Regions from separate parts of the Zea mays genome. Here region 2 is linked to region 1. Evidence: chromatin contacts called from public Hi-C data. All regions are on one chromosome and are shown on one strand. Each heading gives the region's core, a stretch centred on a gene start, on an enhancer-like site or on the middle of the called end of the contact. The rest is flanking DNA. Distances are from core to core; before and after follow the strand shown.

Region 1 (3,967 bases), core at 1,082-3,581:
GTTGCCTTTATTTGCCGTCCCCCTTCGCTGTGGACATAAACTGTACAGATATTATTTTGTAGGATATTTTAGACGTTAAATGGCACCATGGTGTGTAAGGCTCCCATGGTTGCCTTGGTAGATCCTCCCTTCCTTTACATTGTATTTATCTTTACTCTTCAAAAAAGAAGCCCGAAAACATGTATATTTTGGAAGTGAAAGAACCGATTTTTTTTCTTCAATTCTGGAGCTTTTTTGCTAGAGCTGCATGAGATTTGCCGCTGAAATAGGGACTTGGTTATGTTTTTTTTTCGCTTTCTACCTATATTCACACATTACCATGGCAATTGGCAATTGCCAAGCATCAGTTTGTACAGGGACGCACTTCTGTTTATGACAGAGAAGAACGTTTAATTACTTCACACATTACCATGGCAATTGGCAATTGCCAAGCATATTGATACAATCCAACGAGTTTATCGTAAGTGATCAATAGGATTGCATTTGCAACATAGCAGCAGTCTAGCAAAGCAAACAGCCTGTTGAAGCAATGCAGCTAGGTTGATAAAGAGAAGCGACATCATACAGATATACACAAGAAATGAAAGCAACAATGCAGAGAAGGCTCTGTTATATGAAAAAAATACGATAGCCGCACACTTCCATGTCCCTAAGCTATACCCGCAGGCTGAATTCCTGAATGAATTAAATGTATCAAATGGCAAAAATCAACGAGACAGCTGGTAACACATGAATACAGCTCAAGGACCATGACTGCAAATAACGTCCTGCGCTCTCTACTGCACAAGTAACCAACCAACCCAAGTACATGTCCTACCCCCTTCCAAGCTAAGACGAACAGCAGGCAGACTTCTTCACTGCGGACACATCGTCCTTGCCGCCGACACTGATGGTCTGGCCCCTGGGAGGCGCTGCGGGGTCATCGCCGATGTCGAGGGCCTTCTTGCTCACGACGTGGTAGATCTGGGTGAGCACCTCGGTGAAGGCGCCCTCCACGTTCATCGCCTCCAGGGCCGACGTCTCCATGAAGAAGGCGTTCTCCCTCTCGGCAAAGGCCTTGGCGTCCTCGGTCGGGACAGCCCTGAGGTGGCGCAGGTCCGCCTTGTTCCCAACCAGCATGATCACGATGTTGGCGTCCGTGTGGTCCCTGAGCTCCCTCATCCACCTCTCCACGTTCTCGAAGGTGACGTGCCGCGTGACGTCGTAGACGACGAGCGCCCCTACTGCTCCGCGGTAGTACGCGCTCGTGATAGCACGGTACCTGCAGAAGCATTGACCGACCAAACGATTAGTTAGCTGAGGTGCAGAAAAGAGTTGAACAGCAGAAGCCACATGAACAATGGTACTCCTATATCACACAGCTAGCAGTCAATCACTCTGGATGGACACACAATTCATAAACACAGTGACAATTATAACAATGAGTGGCAATGTTTTAAGTGGCTTTAATCCACGGGCTTCTACTTTTTCTACAGTATTTTTATTTTGTCTCTATAGACCGTTGATCAATCGAACAGTTCAGCACAGGGCTATGGCTATGATTTCTATCCACTACCTCAAGTCCTCAACAACCATAATTTCATATCTAGCGAAACAACCTGACACCTGCACGATCTCAACAGCGTGTTTCTGGTTGCTAGGAATGTGGCAGATTGAAGACGGCACGTGCGATCACGGACGATGTGAATTGAATTGAACGAGCGCAGATTCTTTCCATTTTTTCTTCTAATGGTGATCGAGGCAGTTAATTTGCGTCCATGTGCAATGGACCAGGCCAACAGCAATTAGGTTAAGAGGGGGCACCGACCAAACTAAGCTACAGAAATCCATACTAGGACGCAGACATGGCAGTCGGTAACGAGTGGACTCGATCAGAGATGAGATACCGGGAAATAAAGGGGTCGACGCGCCTCGCAGAGCACAGGTGGATCTGGGGGATGGGGGATTGGGGGTCGTACCTTTCCTGACCGGCGGTGTCCCAGATCTGGGCCTTGACGACCTTGTCGTCGACGTGGATGCTGCGGGTGGCGAACTCGACGCCGATGGTGGACTTGGACTCGAGGCTGAACTCGTTGCGCGTGAAGCGCGAGAGCAGGTTGGACTTGCCGACGCCGGAGTCCCCGATGAGCACCACCTTGAATAGGTAGTCGTAGTCGTCGTCCGCCCGGTACGCCATCGCCACGAGCCGGTCGGGCGGGCACGCGATACGCGTGGTGCGAGAGGCTGGCGGATGCCTGGCCTTGGGCTGGCGGCGGCGGGACGGGCGGTGGATGAGGAGGGCGGCGCAGATGGGAGGGGGGCAGGGGGCAGAGAGCACGCGGACGCGGGTGCGTGTTTTTTTTTTCTTGGATCAATGCTAGAGACGAGTTCATTTTAATACCATGTTTCCAACTGACCTGTATGTCTCGGGTCTAGCACGGCTATCTGGTCCTAAATCCACCTAGGCATTTTTTAAAACCATGTTCTATATTACGGTCTCTAATTATTGTCTAAAACCATTTTCTAAAACTTTGTATGCAGTGCAAAATATTGTGTTGGGGTCTGCTTCATAGCCGAAGGTCCTGTAAAAAAAACACATTCGGAAGATCAGCACAGAAATAACGCCGAAGCTACCTTTCAGGGAACTTCGGCATAACGATATGCCTTGAGATGAAGGGTTGCACCGACTTAAAGATGAAAAGACAGATTGACCCATGATAGTTTGTGTCATGATTGTAATCGATTGTAAAGGGTGTAAATGTAATTTCACACAGGCTGCGCCCTGTGCTTATAAATAGATGAACATTACCCCCGTACTATTCACGCTGATTTGTACTCGCTTGTGCGTTACGTTTGTTCTCATACCTTCTGTCAAGCCGAAGGTACAAATGTAACCTTATGTTATTCTTATTCGTTCATGATTGTATAATAAGAAATATATTATAATGTCATATGATTATCCATGTTATTTTTCATGTTTCATAGGCTTCATCTTTCATTGATATATGCTGTGATGGTGAAGGCACGTCCTTCATAAACTTCGTCCGAAGATCGTTATATCCTTAGGAAAATAATGCTTCGAAGGACAAAGGACATTAACCATTAATCTACTTTTGTGTTGTCTTGTTCTTAGTTCATAGCATTTGAGAACAAGTCCCCAACAACATTGGCGCCCCCTCCGGTGAACTCACTTCCACTTTTGAGCTGATGGCTTCGTTCAGCAACCAAGCCGAAGCATCTTCGGCTACGAAGCTGGTGCTTCCGATAACAGGCGGCTCAGGTTCAGAGCCGGCTAACAAGAAGCAGAAGAAGGAAGCACAGAGAAGGGTACAACATGTTGGGGTGCAGGGACCCTTCATCAAGTCAAAATGGTCCCACATCCCAATCACCTTCTCCCAAGAGGACCTTCAGCTCAAAGATTACCCCCATAATGATGCTATGGTCATATCTTGTGTCATCAAGGGTTTTCTGGTCCATAATGTTCTGGTTGATACAGACAGTGCAGCGGATATCATATTTGCCAAAGCCTTCAGACAGATGCAAGAACCAGAGGATAAGATTCATGATGCTACACATCCTCTATGTGGCTTCGGAGGAAGGCAAATTGCAGCGCTTGGCAAAATCACAATGCCAGTAACCTTCGGCTTTGTTCGTAACACAAGGACTGAGCAGGTTATCTTTGACATTGTCGACATGGAGTACCCCTATAATGCAATCATTGGTCGAGGCACACTTAATGCTTTCGAAGCAATACTTTATCCAGCATATCTGTGCATGAAGATACCTTCGGAACAAGGGCCCATTGCTGTTCATGGGAGTCAAGAAGCTGCCAGAAAGGCCGAAGGAAACTGGACAGATTCAAAGGCAATCCATAATATAGATGGAGTCGAAGCTTGTGAGCAGTACAGATACAAGAGAGAAAAGGCTGCTTCGGCAGATCAGCCGAAGCCCATGCTTCTATGTGAAGATATAGCAGAACAAAAGGTAC
Region 2 (3,967 bases), core at 571-3,070, 330 kb after region 1:
CGAGTGAGCTTTCTCTTCTTCTCAATCAACCGGGAACAAAACTTCCCCGCAAGGGCCACCACACAATTGGTGCCTCTTGCCTTGGTTACAATTGAGTATGATCACAAGAATAAATGAGAAAGAAAAGAATGCGATCCAAGCGCAAGAGCTCGAAAGAACACAAGCAAATCACTCTCGCTAGTCACTAAGGGCTTGAGTGGAATTGGAGAGGATTTGATCTATTTGGTGTGTCTAGATTTGAATGCTAGAGCTCTTGTAGTAGTTGAGAAGTGGAAAACTTGGATGGCAATGAATGTGGGATGGTTGGGGTATTTATAGCCCCAACCACCAAAAGTGACCGTTGCTGGCAGCCTCTGTTCGATGGCGCACCGGACAGTCCGGTGCCTCTGCCACGTCACCATTGCCGTTGGATTCTGACCGTTGAAGCTTCTGACTTGTGGGCCCGCCGAGGTGTCCGGTGCACACCGGACATGCACTGTTTGATGTCCGGTGCACCGGTATGGGCAGCCCTGACGTCTGCGCGCGCTGCGCGCGCATTTAATGCTCCGCAGGGAGCCGTTGGCGCCGCAGAGAGCCGTTGCTCCGCTGGCACACCGGACAGTCCGGTGCACACCGGACAGTCCGGTGAATTATAGCGGAGCGGCTGTCGTGAAAACCCGAGGATGACGAGTTCCGGAGGCCGCGGTTCGTTGGCGCACCGGACATGTCCGGTGCACACCGGACAGTCCGGTGAATTATAGCGCGCCGGCCTCCGCGAATTCCCGAGGGCGAAGGGTTGAAGTCGAAGTCCTCTGGCGAAGGGTAGAAAACGAAGTCTACGGGCGCACCGGACACTGTCCGGTGCACACCGGACAGTCCGGTGCCTCCAGCCAGAGGTGCCCTCGGTTGCCTTATTGCTCCTTTGTTGAATCCAACACTTGGTCTTTTTATTGGCTAGATGTGAACCTTTTGCACCTGTATAACTTATACACTAGAGCAAACTAGTCAGTCCAATATTTGTGTTGAGCAATTCAACCACCAAAATTATTTAGGAACTAGGTGTAAGCCTAATTCCCTTTCAAATTGCAACACAGAAAAAACAGCCAAGTTGAGTTTCTCTCCGTACTTCTCCCCCCAATATTTATAATATTTTGCAATCATTCTCTTGTCCATTTCAGCACATAAGTTGTCTTCGCTACGACACCACTCTCGCAATAAAACCAAAACATCAGCAATCTCGTGGAAGTAAGAATGTGAGGTTGGTTTACTTGTGACTGAAACACGAAGGGTAAGTTCATAGAAGTGCTCTAGGAATTCAGCCATTTTTCTTGCCTTTTCCCAATCTGATTTCTCAGGAACACCGAGGCCATTTTCACCTTCTAAATCTAGCCTATAGTATGGATCTTCATCACTATACCTTTCAAATGCCTTTTCATATTGTTGTGCAATATTTAGCATAAGGTATGTTGAATTCCACCTAGTGCAAACATCAAGGGTTAAAAATGCTTTGGTCTGTACTTTTGCTAATTCAGCACATTTCTTAAATTTGACTCCAGGCACAGTCATACTCCGAACAGATTGATAGGATACTCGCATCGCATTCCGTCACGCCTCCTCTAATCCACGGCCTCCCTGAGTGCGTCAGCGCCTCAAACGGTCTATCTTCCTAACGGCCCATTTCTCTATGTTGCGGAAATAACCGCAGCTGGGAGCCCCGCGATCGGCCCATTCTGAATTGGTCCACTTCTTCCGCCACACCCGAAATCAACGAGCATCTTCAGACTAGTCTAGCAAGCTAGCTCCTCACGGAACCTGCGCTCCGATCCGCCACCTCTCTTATCTGAAAACCTCCAGAGTCCAGCCTCCCTTCCGATTCCACCTCCAAGCTCCCAGTCCCAGCCATGGCGTCTCATGATCATCACCACTCCCACTCCCACGACGACCACCACCACCATTCCCACGGGTGCGCGCGCGCGTGCCATCGCTCCTAGAATTCCGCGATCTCGGTCGCTGTCTGCACATCTGACTCGACGCGCTCTTGGTGTGGCATTTAATTTGCTGCGCTTTCAGGGACGGCGGTGGCCATGCGGCTGGGGGATCGTGGGTAGGGGAGGACGGACGCGTGTGGCACTCCCACGACGGCCTCGCGCCCCACTCCCACGAGCCCATCTACTCCCCCGGCGACTTCACCAAGCGCGCGCCGCCGCTCGCCTCGCGCGACTTCGCTGACCGCGCCTTCACCGTCGGCATTGGCGGCCCCGTAGGCACCGGGTGAGCTCGGATGCTTTCTACTACTTGCTTTTACTCCTTCCAAATTCCAATCTCTGGTAGGCTGGTAGCCTACATTTACATCTCATAATTCCGGTGCGGTTACTTGGCGGAAGATGTGAAATTGTGGCGGCCGGAGAGAGACGCGCCTCCACGACATCTGTGTGAAGTTTCTTTCGTAATTCCTACTTGCACCGGTGCAAATTGCAGCTTAATCTGGGGTTAGGTTTGTTCTTGATGGAGGCTTCTGGACATCGATGGGATCTTTGTCGATAAAGCGCTTGCTTGTGCTGATTCATACCCTTTCGTTGGTTTTGTTCCTGAAGCTCCGTCCTGACATTTGGAGTGGTTAGTTGATATGATTAATTTGGAACATTGCATGTACGCATAATCATCCTGTAGATTAGTAGCCTGAATAACATTCTACTACTGAAACCAATAAACTTCATTGTCTGTGCATTGACCAGCACCAGCTACACTTTCAGTTATATGGATCCTGACACTTTTTTGAACATTTTTTTCCTTATTCAGGAAAACTGCCCTCATGCTAGCATTGTGCAGATTTCTACGCGACAAGTATAGTCTTGCAGCTGTACGTGGCACTCTGCCCTCTTATTCTTCTACAGAAGCGATCTGGTTTCCTCACCGAACTGAAAATGCAATGCTACATAAGATTTTCTGCATGCCTGGTCATATAGTTTCGAGATATTCACCTATAACCCAGTGCTTCAGTTTTGCTTCTCATCTTCAGACTTTTCACTTGTAAAATAAAGCAGGTTTTATTTGTCATATTTCTGATAATTCAACTTAAACCAAAGCGTCTTTCACTTTCTTAATCAGTGATTTTACCTGTGCGATGCACTGATATAGAAATAAAGTAGTTTTTCTTCTTGCGAAAATTTCCAGAACATAGAATATCTACAATGAGCCTTTTCTATTTGTTCTCTTCACATTCAGGTCACAAATGATATATTCACAAAAGAAGATGGAGAATTCTTAATTAAACATGGAGCGCTCCCTGAAGAACGTATACGTGCAGTGGAAACTGGAGGCTGCCCTCATGCGGCTATTCGCGAAGACATCAGCATAAATCTTGGTCCTCTGGAGGAGCTATCGAACTTGTACAAAGCTGATTTGCTACTCTGTGAATCTGGAGGAGGTATATTTTTTTACTTGATCCAAAATAAATGTAGGTCATTTCTATTGTTATGCATGTTAGAATCTACGCCGGAGAGACAACCCTGCAGGTTGCCGGCGAGCTCCTACCTCCCAGGTAAGTTTCTCCAGGTATGAGAAACCTCACTGGTACTCACACGCACGCGAACACTTTAGAGAGAAACACAGCAGATTTGGTGGCGTCCTATTGACGCCTTTTCTTAGCCTCTAAGGCCATATATTTATAGACTATCATAAGGAAACAAACTAGCTATTACAAGGGAATAATCCAGACTGCTATCAGTCCTGATCTTGCTGATTGGATCCGTCAATATAAGACTGATCCACTACCATACTTGCTATTTCCTAAAACAGAATAAGTAAACTAGCACCAATCAAGGATTACTTTCCTAACAATGCATATATCCGTATCAACCTACAGAATGTTTTTACTGGATCTAAACTCAATCTAGGTCATTCCTATTGTCATTGATATATCTGTGCAAAGTGCAAACCTACATACCCATCTAAACATTATTTCAGAGTAATAGTTTCTACATGGATC

The links. A called contact is a pair of places that touch in the nucleus more often than the background predicts.
Region 2: a Hi-C map of endosperm shows a contact between it and region 1, with 3 times the contacts expected there. The contact joins the promoter of LOC100217046 here to the promoter of LOC100272710 in region 1. A contact is called at or near these places in 3 of 25 Hi-C or Micro-C datasets (ear, endosperm and tassel).

The regions. Positions count from the first base shown.
Region 1 is chr8:71,472,265-71,476,231 of Zm-B73-REFERENCE-NAM-5.0, forward strand. It overlaps LOC100272710 (Ras-related protein RABA1f), which reads right to left and starts at 2,332. Exons shown (of 2, transcript NM_001147163.1): 1 at 1,959-2,332; 2 at 546-1,261. The coding sequence starts at 2,176. The coding sequence ends at 829. LOC100281720 reads left to right here. Exons shown (of 6, transcript NM_001154640.2): 6 at 1-221.
Region 2 is chr8:71,803,943-71,807,909 of Zm-B73-REFERENCE-NAM-5.0, forward strand. LOC100217046 reads left to right here and starts at 1,821. Exons shown (of 8, transcript NM_001143418.1): 1 at 1,821-1,942; 2 at 2,050-2,250; 3 at 2,458-2,595; 4 at 2,779-2,839; 5 at 3,205-3,520. The coding sequence starts at 2,792.